Regions from separate parts of the Cricetulus griseus genome. Here region 1 is linked to region 2. Evidence: chromatin contacts called from public Micro-C data. All regions are on one chromosome and are shown on one strand. The core of a region is the stretch at or near the end of the contact, and the rest is flanking DNA. Distances in the headings are between cores, read along the strand shown. Region 1 overlaps Syne1 (nesprin-1). Region 2 overlaps Syne1 (nesprin-1).

The links. A called contact is a pair of places that touch in the nucleus more often than the background predicts.
Region 1: a Micro-C map of the CHO-K1 cell line shows a contact between it and region 2, with 2.2 times the contacts expected there. The contact joins two enhancer-like sites. A contact is called at or near these places in 2 of 8 Hi-C or Micro-C datasets (both in the CHO-K1 cell line).

The regions. Positions count from the first base shown.
Region 1 is chr2:282,905,218-282,911,005 of CriGri-PICRH-1.0, forward strand. Syne1 (nesprin-1) reads right to left here. Exons shown (of 145, transcript XM_035440411.1): 53 at 5,422-5,586; 54 at 1,551-1,907. Among named protein-coding and RNA genes, the nearest start is that of Syne1, 210 kb to the right of the region's middle. Within about 2 kb of position 1,829, at least 2 of the 6 cell types and tissues checked have open chromatin away from gene starts, as enhancers often do. A contact at or near this core is called in the CHO-K1 cell line, where this site is marked.
Region 2 is chr2:282,833,968-282,840,021 of CriGri-PICRH-1.0, forward strand. It overlaps Syne1 (nesprin-1), which reads right to left. Exons shown (of 145, transcript XM_035440411.1): 86 at 5,236-5,421; 87 at 4,968-5,090; 88 at 3,911-4,093; 89 at 2,433-2,576. Among named protein-coding and RNA genes, the nearest start is that of Syne1, 290 kb to the right of the region's middle. Within about 2 kb of position 3,859, at least 5 of the 6 cell types and tissues checked have open chromatin away from gene starts, as enhancers often do. A contact at or near this core is called in the CHO-K1 cell line, where this site is marked.

The sequences.
Region 1 (5,788 bases), core at 579-3,078, 69 kb after region 2:
AGGAGACCTTCCTGAAAGCAAAATGTTGCTGGTGGAGTCCAACTCCATCTTTTTCATAAACATTTTGCCACATACTCATGGAGTTTGAAGTGCTATCTTAAATTTTAGATAAAATTGCATCATTAGACAATTGACTCTTGTCCTCTTTAGATGAATGTGGTAAGAGGCAATGTCCTATTCCCCCAGAATCTATAGCCCTAGTGTCAAACATAGATGTGACAGCAGGGACTACTTTCATCCTGGACTCAGCACAATTGAAAAATCCATATTTCTGATTGCATCAGCACGTGTATCCTGATAGCCCTTGTCTATTATCCAATAACAGCCTCGACACAGGAGATGACTGTTGAGGAAAGGAAGCTACAACCAGACATTTCTTTAAAATTCTATTCCCTCAAATTATTAGAATGGAAAGGGAAGCAAAAAAAGAGTTAAAACACTGTTTCATCATCACCATCATCATCATCATCATCATCATCATTATCATCATCATCAGACTCCATGAAACAGTCTCCAGCCTCTCCTTTTGTCCCTGCCCTGCGTAATATGATTCTGGCAAAGAACCTAAAGGCTGAGGGGGCATTAAGAAAACAACCAAAACAGCCAAAAAGCGTTCTCAGTAAAATAGTGCCCAGCTAGTTATGAACTTTTATTTCATAGTGTACCATGCCTGCCCCCAAAAGTTGACTTAAACAAGACGGGCGCTGGAAATACTCCCTGACTGCCTAATGGGCCAGAGCTATTTTGAAATGATTATAACATAAATAGAAGCAGAGGCAGTTACCTCACTAAACTTCCTTTTAAGGACAGCCGTGATCCCGAGTATTATAAAGCAGCAAATATTGAGAGGATTGCCAAGGCACCCAAGAGGACTCGAAGAAGGCAGAGATTGTTAAACCTAAGTTCATTCTCCACTTTCTGCTCCCCTGTCTCGCATTCTAAAAGAGGTAGTGGCTAAAAAATAAATAAATAAAAATAGCCTGGAAGGCAACTATAAGTGTTAATGTGTATTAACAAGCCAATTCAAGTTCAGCTGTCAAAACCAGGGAAGAGGAAAAACAGACAGTGAAAACTATTAGTTGTGCTTCAGTGAATTTTCAAATGTGTCTTTCTAAGCTATAAATTTAATCGCCTAATTGTTTGAAAGAGTTAACTGGCAAGAAAGCAGCTATGACTCTCTGTCTATTTATGCCTCTGCCCACAGGCCATTTTCCAGGCTGAGTGACTGAATACAGTATTGCAAACTCTTACACCATCAGAAAGAAAGTAAAGAATCTCCACCAGAAATAATGTTGTATACAGGATATAACAGCACCTCCCATGTATGTTAACTTTTACCAAAGTTTGATTTCTAGGAGAAGGAAAAAAGTTCATACATTGCAAATATATTAAATACTTTTTTCTGCCTCTGAATGCTGCATGCTCTTAGTTAGGACAGGGACTCATTTTTTTTTCTTTTTTCTTATTTTTTTAAAAAGCAACCGCAAGAACCAAGGAAATGTTTAGCTTATCCACCCCCGTAGTAAACAGGAAGGCAACGACCAACTTACTTGTTCTTTGTGCCAGCATTCCACTATCTCCTCATCAGTGTTCTTGCCTTCCAGGAGGGCAAGCTGCTGGGCCCAGGTTTTCAAAAGAGTACTGAACTGTTCTAGGGCTTGCTCAAGTTGGGCTACCTGGCCAGAGAATTCCTGTTCTGAGAGGGCCATTTCGCTGACCAGGTTCTCCAGGCTGCTCTGTGCTTGAAACAGGCTATCTTCCCACTGCCTCCAGTCGGCGCGCAGGGCCTGCATCTCTGAGTTCAGAAGCTCACACCCACTGGCAGCTGTGTTCTGTTTCACTGCCGGGGCCAGCGACTCCACTCTGCTTAGGCGGCCTGCACCGATCTCTCTGGAATCTATCAGCTCCTGTAATGGAATATCGTCATGGAAACCAAGAAGGCCGTTAGTCACTTGGGCTGCCAGTTTTTGAATGTGTGCAGAATGGGACTCTGTCCTGCTATGAAGTTTGGGCAAATGTGCAAAAGGGATGAGAGTTGTTGAATCTACAATCGCCCATGTTCTATTAGCAGCAATCAGTATCATGAGTGCCCAACTTATTGCAAAATCACTCAGGATGTTTCAGTGTTCTCACAGGTCGGACTGCCTAAATAATAGGCAGTATTTAGATACATGGAAGTGTGGTAGGGATATAGATTTTCATTTGTGGTGGTCAGCTCCTATAGACTAAAAAGAATCCCAGAAAGCCTTATGTCCCTTGACGTGAATGAACAAGGGAATTGCATCCTGTTTGAAGGGTTGCTTAAATCGTATTTCTTCCTGCTGGGAGTCAGGCTGACCTACAGCAAGAAAAGAATGAGCCCACCTCAATTTCAGATATTTCTGTACCTAAAGAGATATTTTTATGGTCACTGAAATTAATAATTCACAGACCAACTTAATTAAAAGTTTTAAGCAAACTCCAGTCTGGGTTTGTTTATTATGATCATTTTTCCCCCAGAAAAAGAAACCTCACTAGAAATTTGACAATTCAGATACCATGCTTAGTCTTGAAGTTCATACAGAGAATGGGCTTTAGGATGTAATTAGAATACTCATTGTGAAGTAGGTAAGTCGTGGCATTTCCTCTTGCAAACAAATTCTTCTGATGACATTTCTCTTGCTGAAGTGTCATCTGGTGCATACATATGTGTAACATGTAATGCTATAGTTAGATGTTGTCAGTGTTAATGCAAAATTATGTCTTCACTCCTGGGTTAAGTAGCACCAAAGGTGATTATTAGAGACAAAAACAAGAAGAGGAGGAGAAATAATGAACAAGACCAATTACAAGTTAGCAACAGAAAACCAAGGCATTGAGTATCATACATGTGTTATAGATGTGTGAAGCAGAAAGGGTATTTAACTAGTCTACATAACATACCTTGCATTTCATTTCATTAGCCTGAAGTTAATCTGTCTTCTCACATGTACAAACAATAGAGGCACACTTTGGTGTGGATCATTTACAATGTCTGGTTATATGGTGATCAAAAGCACAATCACACATGTGTAAATGTGTTCTTACACACAGCACTTTGTGTGTGTGTGTGTGTGTGTGTGTGTGTGTGTCTGTGTGTGTCTGTGTGTGTCTGTGTGTGTGTAGTCGGCCTTTCTTGGCCCCAGGATTCTAAAAGACATCTCAGTTTATAGTACATAGAGTGGTTAGTGGCTAAACAAAGAAAAACTATCACTTAGAAAGTGTTGTATTAAAACAAGAATGCTTTAGAACACAATATTCAACCTTTTGAGCATTTTCACATTTGGAATTCAAAGAGTCTCTATGTTCAAAAGTCAGTTTCCTCAAATACCCTCATATTCACTATCTCAGTTGCAGTGGGTGTGAAAATAGCCCACGCTTGCTAACCCTAATTTCATTCACATAGACGATCTTTGTGTGAGTGTATACATGTGCATGTGCTATGCACACTAGTATATGGGTGTGTGTGGCTTATGAGATCAGAATGGGGCATCAGGAGTCTTTCTCCATCTCTCTCTGCCTTACTTTCTTGAGATAGGATATCTTACTGAGCTAGAAGTTGCTCATTTTGGATAGGCTGACTAGCAACCACTTGTCTCCATTCGGCAGTGTTGTGGTTACAGGCACACAGCCATGCCTGGATATTTACATGAGTGCTAAGAATTCAAACCAAGTCCTCATGCTTAAGAGCAGGTGTTCTTACACATGGAGACAACTCCTCAGTCCCAATCCAGGTCTTCAACAAGAACATTATAATTGCAGCGCTTTAAATTAGATTTTGCATAAAATTTCTTGCCTTGATTACACACACACACACACACACACACACACACACACACACACACACACGGAGACATTGTGCTTCTGAGTGGTTGCTTCTGTGGGTTGGGGGTGGTCACAGCATGGAAGGGCAGGAGGGTACTTTCTTTACCTCCTTATAGGTTTTTCAAATTAGCTTTTCAAAAAATTGATCCATCTTTGCTGTCTTCTCTTCCTTACCTGCCATTCCTTCCTAAACCCATGCAACCTGCTTGGCTCATCACTTCCCCCTGCTGTAGAAACAGCTGTCAGGCTTGCCAAAGAGCTCAGCTGTCAAGCCCAGAAAGTGATCTTCAGCCTCTATGGTAGTGACCATGAATTTCTTCTTCCCTTGTCCTCTGTCTTTCAAAACTCATTTAAATCTTAGGTACACCTGGGCTTTGGATTTGTGTCCCTATTCTATTTGCTGGATCTGCCATTGATCCTTCCTGCCCTGGGATGTCAACTAGACTGTGTGGTATTAATTGATGACATCATCTCTTCAAAGGAGCTTCCTAACCTGAAAGAAGGATGAGGATTCACCAAGTCCTGGATTTTACACCCACCTGGTGGTGCAAGTTTCATCTGTTCATCATTGAACATCCATCTCCCCCTCACAACAGCCTCCACACACACCCATTTTCCTTAGATAAGGTCTCCATTAACTTAGGGTAAAGGCTTAACTTTTACCCCTGACTATTTTACTTGTTTATTTGTATGTTTGATTATTTATTTTTATTCATTTGTTTAATTTCTTTTGACACAGGGTCTTACTACATATCCCTTACTGGTCCATAACTTGCTGTGTAGACCAGGGTGGTATTGAACCTGTGAGAGTCCTCTTGCCTCTCCTATTAAGTGTGCACCTGATAAGTGTATTCCACCATACCTGGCTCACTCTCGACTCTTTCATCTTGGCATTCCATTTCGGGTCAATCCCTCCCTTTCCCAAACCCATTGGGCTTTCTTATTGAGTACACTCCATCCTAGGCATGGTACTAAGTATTTTTTTTAATCTTTTTAAAAATTTTTTTTACTTGCCTTCTGGTGCTAAGTATTTTATATGAGTGATGTAACTTAGTCCTCCAAACAGCCTTTTAGAGCTGAATCAGAAAACTACAGTTTATAATAAGTAATAAATAATAATAATAATTTCTAATGAGACTTGAGGACATTGACAAAAGTAATTTTTCCAAAACCATATAGAAAGTCGGGATATGAAAGATTCGGCAGAAGGCCCTCTGGCTTCAGAGGTGAACATTTAAAAAACTTCTTAAGCTCTGGTTACACAGGTTTTGTCAGGCCAACAGGGTGGCATGTATTTCTTAGTCTCTCACACTACAGCAGTAAATACATTTGCATATAGAAACACATCCAGACAAGGCCAAATTTTGCTCATAAGAGGAACAAAATCCCTTCCGATTATTTTCTTAAATCTTGTTTATGTTTAGAGTTGCTGATGTATGGAGCAATAACCAGCCAACCAAACTCAGGAAGAAAACATTTGAAAAAACAGAATTTTATCCACCAAGCCCTTATCACGAATCTGCAGCTGTACTGAAGAACCTGTGGATCGATTGGAATAATACCAGCCTGTTTGCTCACCTTAATTTTCAATAGTTTTTTCTGAGTGGCTGACGAATCTCCAGATGTGTCTGACCACCGGTGGAGCTCCTCCTTTGCTGAGTGGAGCCAATCTGTGAATTCCTGGACTGCATCTAAGTACATGAGATGGTCTTTCACGATCTCCTCTACTTTTCTCATCTTCTCCTAGTTAAAAAGGAAAAGCACACGCACAGCTGTAGTTACTGCAAGCATGAAATCTAGAGAAATGACAGACTCGATAGAGGTCTCAATGTCTCTCAGAATACCTTGAATTTATTCTTGGATTCTCTGTGATTTTAATATCATAAAAAGAAACCATTACACAAGAGGCAGAGGCAGAGGCAGAGGCAGAGGCAGAGGCAGAGGC
Region 2 (6,054 bases), core at 2,609-5,108:
TTCCTTCTTTCTTTCTTTCTTTCTTTCTTTCTTTCTTTCTTCCTTCCTTCCTTCCTTCCTTCCTTCCTTCCTTCCTTCCTTCAGGTTGTCATTTCTGGGTCCCACCCATCAGTATTCAGCCAAAATGCTTAGTCACCCCAGGTGTTAGTATTTCTAGGGTTGGCTGCACATGCACAACCAGCACTCAGGCAAAAGGCCAGCATCTCAGGGCCTCATGCACATGCACAGTGTGGCCATGAAATCATGAGTATGTGTGGCATGGCTACGTAAGTCCCCATATGCATGCCTAAGTGACCTTTAAAAGCAGACATGCCTAGCCCGGCGTTGGTGGTGCACGCCTTTAGTCCCAGCACTCGGGAGGCAGAGGCAGGCAGATCTGTGAGTTTGAGACCAACCTGGTCTACAAGAGCTATTTCCAGGACAGCCTCCAAAGCCACAGAGAAACCCTGTCTTGAAAAACAAAAACAAACAAACAAACAAAAAAAGCAAACATGCCCAACCCACCTCCTCTCTTGCCACATTTCTTCCAGACAGGTCTGCATGCACCCCCTCTTCCTACTGTTTACTAATAAAACTCTTAAAGTGGGTTTTGTTGTATTTCTTGTGGTGTGTTGTTGAGCATGGTAAATAACCTTCCCTCCCTCCTTCCTTCCTGTTAGCATTCAGGCATTTATACTGGCCTGCTCTCAGGGACCTAACAGAACATACCACATCACATCATCAGTAGCAGCCAAGACTTGACACTGTAGCTACGCTACCACAGCCACCAAGTAGCACATGCACTATACCTCATTATAAAAGGCAAGCCCTTCCCGCCCCTCTCTCTCTTGCCTTCTGCTCCCACTCAGAAGCTGCCTCTGCACCTCTCCCAAATAAACCTCCCACATGAGCTCTGTTGCATGTGTGACTTTGTAGTTCCCCTTGGCTCCCACCCCCCCAAGGTCACCTTCCTGAATCTGATAAATGATGACCTTTCCTTCCTTCCTTCCTTCCTTCCTTCCTTCCTTCCTTCCTTCCTTTTTTTTTTTTTTTTTAAGCATATTCTAGGTTGGTTATTGTGAAGGCATTCACCTGTAATCCCAGCTCTTTGAGGTCTGAGGCAGAAGAATCTGGAGTTTGAGGCTAGCCCCCACTGCCTCCACCCTACCCCCCAAAAAAACCCAATTAAAACCCAACCCTCGGCTGAGCGTTGGTGGCACACGCCTTTAATCCCAGCACTCAGGAGGCAGAGGCAGGCAGATCTCTGTGAGTTCGAGGCCAGCCTGGTCTCCATAGTGCCGGGATAGGCTCCAAAGCTACACAGAGAAACCCTGTCTCGAAAAACCAAAAACCAAAAACAACAACAACAAAAACTAAAACCCAACCCTCATAGGTTTGTACAAGAGAGTTGTATCTCCAAAATATAAGCTTTAGTAATAGCTAATGTTACTCTAGACAAGTTATAAAGATATTTGGGTAAACAGCATTTGGACCTAATGAAACAAGAATAAAATAATATATGGCAAATATATAATATACCATGTAGACATTAATTTCAAAAATTGGCACTACTCATTACCAGTGAGTAAAAGACACAGCTCGAAGATGGTATATAAGCAGAATATTGATATTGTAAACCATAGGCATTCACTATTTTGGCATACCATGTCAAGAAATCATGTACTCATGTGTGGAAAGCAGGCATGAGATTTTCCTTGCTTCAAGGGAACATTTCAGTCTCTGGTAAATTTACTTCCATACTGGGGCCAGAAAGACTGGGCTTACGATAAAGGTAGAAGAGCAGACAGAAGGGCAAACTAAATGTCTGTCCTTGGCATAAAGGAGTAAGATGCCCCTCTCTGAGTCACCCACCAAAATTTGTGGAGCTTAGAGTCAGTCCCAAGGGAGAGTCAATTGACCTAATGGGAAATGACAGGCCAGCAGAAGAAATCCACTGCTGAATGTCACTGGGTTTGGTCACTCTGGAGCTGTGAGACCTGAGACCAGGGATATGCAAGGAATGTGTCTGGAGTCAAGGTCGTGGTGATGCCGAAGAGACAAGGAGGAACAACCTTTGAGAGAGGAGTCTAAGCAGTGGACAAGTGATTTTCTCTGTTATATGAAGCCACCCTTTGTAAGAAGCCAGACAACACAGTAGAGCGGTGAGCATGGCTGTTTCTTATAAGGTGTTAAAATCAAGAACTGAACTATTTTTATGAATTAACTGCTTCGTGCATTTTTCGTGAACTTTTCCCATGTATGGGGTTCTGGATGAGACTTGTCATGGACAGTTCATAGAGGCTGCAGAATGCAGGGGAATACCTGTGTTACTGAATAACCTTCAAAATGCAAAGACAGCCAAAGTGCTGTGCAGGAATCAAGCAGGTTCCCAATGGGGCAGGGAGTACTTCTCTTCCAGCCACTAAATGAAGCTGCCTGCCCTTCTGTCTCACCTCGTGCCGATTAATCTGAGCCTGTAGCTCCTGGATGTTACTGGTGGCCACAGGTTTGTCCTCGATCTCCCTGTGAGCCCCTTCTATGAGCTGCTGGAGATGCTTCATCTCCTGTTCATACTGTTCATACTGCACCACAGCCTCCTTTAAAAGAGAAAATGAGAATATGTTGTTCTATAAAGTTACTGGGTTGGCTTTGCCACTAACGTTACCTTCTGTCTTCCAGTGCCCAGGAATCAAAGAGATGGGTAAAGTCTTTTAGATGGCACAGATTGTCAACTTTCACTTACATACATCAAACTTATCTTTAAAAAAATATTATAATAAAATTATCAATGCAATCAAAACAGATGAGAAGTTAGGAGCCTCTCTGTTCTGCCTACTCAGATTGTCCAGAAGATGAAACACAGAGTGCAGGCAACACAATAGGCTTCCTTTTTGACTAATGAGCTGGGGAAACGGCTCAGTGACTGCCATGCAAGCATAAGGATCTGAGTTCAAATCCCCAGTATTAAAACAGAATGCCACATTTGTAACCCCCACACTAAGGGGTGAGGGGTTAGGGACAGGAGGCTCCCTGGAGCTCACTGGTGAGTCAGCTTAAGCAAATCTACTAGCTCCAGGTTCAACTGAAGACTGTCTCAAAAAATAAAGTAGAGGGCAATCAAGAAAGACAGTGTTGGCCTCAAGCCTTCACATACATGGACATGGACATAACCCCCCCCACACACACACACACACTCACAATCATGTACATATACCACACATAAAAATGCAAAGCAAAATTTAAAACAATGTTGAATAACAAGTCACCAGCCAAGAGCTCCTGTAGCAGTTAATATTGATCAAGCATGACCTGTAGCCTCAGGGCTCTGATGTAACAAATTACAAGGTAATGAATGATCAAAGATGGTTGGTCAGATGAACACTGTGGTTTTAATGATATATAATTATTCGCAAGGCAGGTGAGTACTACTTAAAAGGAGAGATTATAGTAGGCGGCATTATTTCTTCACGGAAATGCTTTTTTTCTCTTATTACCACACGAGATTAAGAGCTATGCTTGGATATCCTTTGTAGGCCCGAAAATGCACAAATTGGCTGAAACGTGATAATAATTGCATAATATAGCACAGCAAGCCCATATCACCAAACCTAGGTTCTTCTCAGATGCATATACGACCACATACAAAATCAATGTACATGAGTCATTCTTCATTAAAAAAAAATCACCAAGAGATAATTTTCACTAGAAGATAATTTTTAGAGAGCTTTCCTCGGGCTTTTGTGGGTGATCCACATGATGGTCTTAATCTCCTGATTTTATGTAACCACAACAGACTGTCAAAGTTAGCACTCTGGGTGTTTGGACGGCTGAGCCCACACAATGCTAAGAAAAGCAGCCCATGACTCATGTGCACTCGCTCTGCCTGCCGGCATGGCCTGGCTGGCTGAGCTGGTAGCACAGCTGCACCTGCCTGCATGATGTTGTACTGCTGGATGGCGGTGTGCTGCAGCTGACTGGCTTCCTCCTGCAGCCGCAGGGCGGCGTGGCACAGGGGCAGGCTGGCGACCACGTTCTCGGGGATCCGGAGAGCACTCTGGCAGAGCTGCACAGCTTGCACCTTCGGCTTCAGTGACTCCATCTCAGACAGGAGATGCTGAAAGGGGTGATATCAGGGTCTAAGCTTTCCATAATTTCATCATACATGGCATAAACAAAGACATTTCCTGAATTGTAGCTGCAGGGCCAACACAGTTTGCAAGGAAGATATGCTTTACACAATGCATAGAAAACATTTTTCTTATTATCCTACTTTTAAAATATAGATCCTCCATCCCATTTATCTTAAATTATCATTGCATGTGTGTGTGTGTGTGTATCTAGTATGAATGTATTCATAAGTGCGGGAGTAAATGAAATGCACATTTATATTTGAGTTTCTATTAGCAGGTCCATAGTGCATGTGTAAGGAGGTCAGAGACAACAAACTCAGGTATCATTATTCGATAGCTGGTTATATTTTTAAATGTTAAGACATGATATCTCACTGGCTGAGGGCTTACAGAGTACGGTAGGCTGAGTGGCAAATAAACCCCAGGAACCCCCGCCAGTTTCTTTTTCTCCTGCACTGTGATTTTAAGCACAGGACTCCCCACCCCCTGTCTTGTTTTAATGTTTTTCTGACACAAGATCTCACTCTGTAGCTCTTGCTGGCCTGGAACTCATGTAGACCAAGCTGGCTTTATCTATCTGTCTTCCTCTCCCTCCCAAGTGCTGGGGTCTATTTAAGATGGCTTTTTGTTTGTTTGTTTTTCAAGACAGGGTTTCTCTGTATAGCTTTGCTATCCTGGCACTCGCTCTGGAGACCAGGCTGGTCTCAAACTCACAGAGATCTGCCTGCCTTTGCCTCCCGAGTGCTGGGATTTTAAGGTTTTTAACAAGAGTTCTGGGGATCTCATCCTGTGATTGCCAAGCAGGAATTCTGATGACTGACCCATTCCCCCAGTCCATCCTAAATGCTTTTTGCTTACCTGTCGATGGGACAGCTGTTCCTTGAGACTAAGGCGCCCCACTTCTGGGGAAGTCAGAATTGTCTGGACTTGTTCCAAAGCTGCCCGTAAATTTCTCAGCTCTCCTTCAAACTTTTTCATATCCTGGAGAACAAACCCCACTTGAACATCAATACATTGACTTGAAGTTCAAAGTCATAGCTGCAGAGCAGCATCATACTCAAGAAACTACCTCCTCATGGGTGAACACTTTCTCCCCCTGACAACATGCCAGTTTGGTTTTTTTTACCTTGGCTGCATCTCCGAGGCTCTGCAAATGAACTCTGATCATCTGCTTTAACTCTTCGGTCTCCCGTCCTAACTGTGCCGCTTGCTTCGACATTTTTTCTGTGAAGTACACGTTGGCAAGGTATTGCACTTTCTCAGCCATTGCTTCCAGGTCACTGTCAATTTCTTCTGATTCTTCCAGCAGCGTCTAAGAATGAAGAGTTGATATTTGTGAAACTGATATATGGGCAGGGGATACAGATGTGTAGAGAGCAGTTTAAAGACCTCCAGACTGGATAAGGGTCAAGGAGAACCAAGCTGCAATCAGCACTTGCCCTTCACGCTGTGAGGGTTCTTATGAGCATGGTACAAAGTAGAACAAGCTCTAATAGGTCTTAATAATAAAAACCCAGAGTCAGATATAGGGGTAAATGCAGAAAGGTCAGAGAGAAGTAAAGGAGCAGCCACTACAGAGACCTCTTACCTCTACTGAATCCTCAGACCAAAGGGTGATCCTGTCCCTACGAATTCTCAGACTGAATGGAATGAGCTCCTGTCTCCTCCCTAACTTATATTCTTCTCTCTGCCCAACCATATCACTCCTATTTCCACCTCTCTAGTGTTGGGACTAAAGACATGTGATCCCAGGTGCTAGGATTAAAGGCGTGAGCCACCACCGCCTGGCTTTGTTTCTCTTTTAGATGGAAATCAATCTCTTGTAATCCAGGTTGGCCTTGAACTCACAGAGATCTGCCTGCCTTTGCCTCCAGAGTGCTGGGATTAAAGGTGTGTGCCACCACTGCCTCGCCTCTAGTGTGGCTAACTAGTGCGGCTAGCTCCA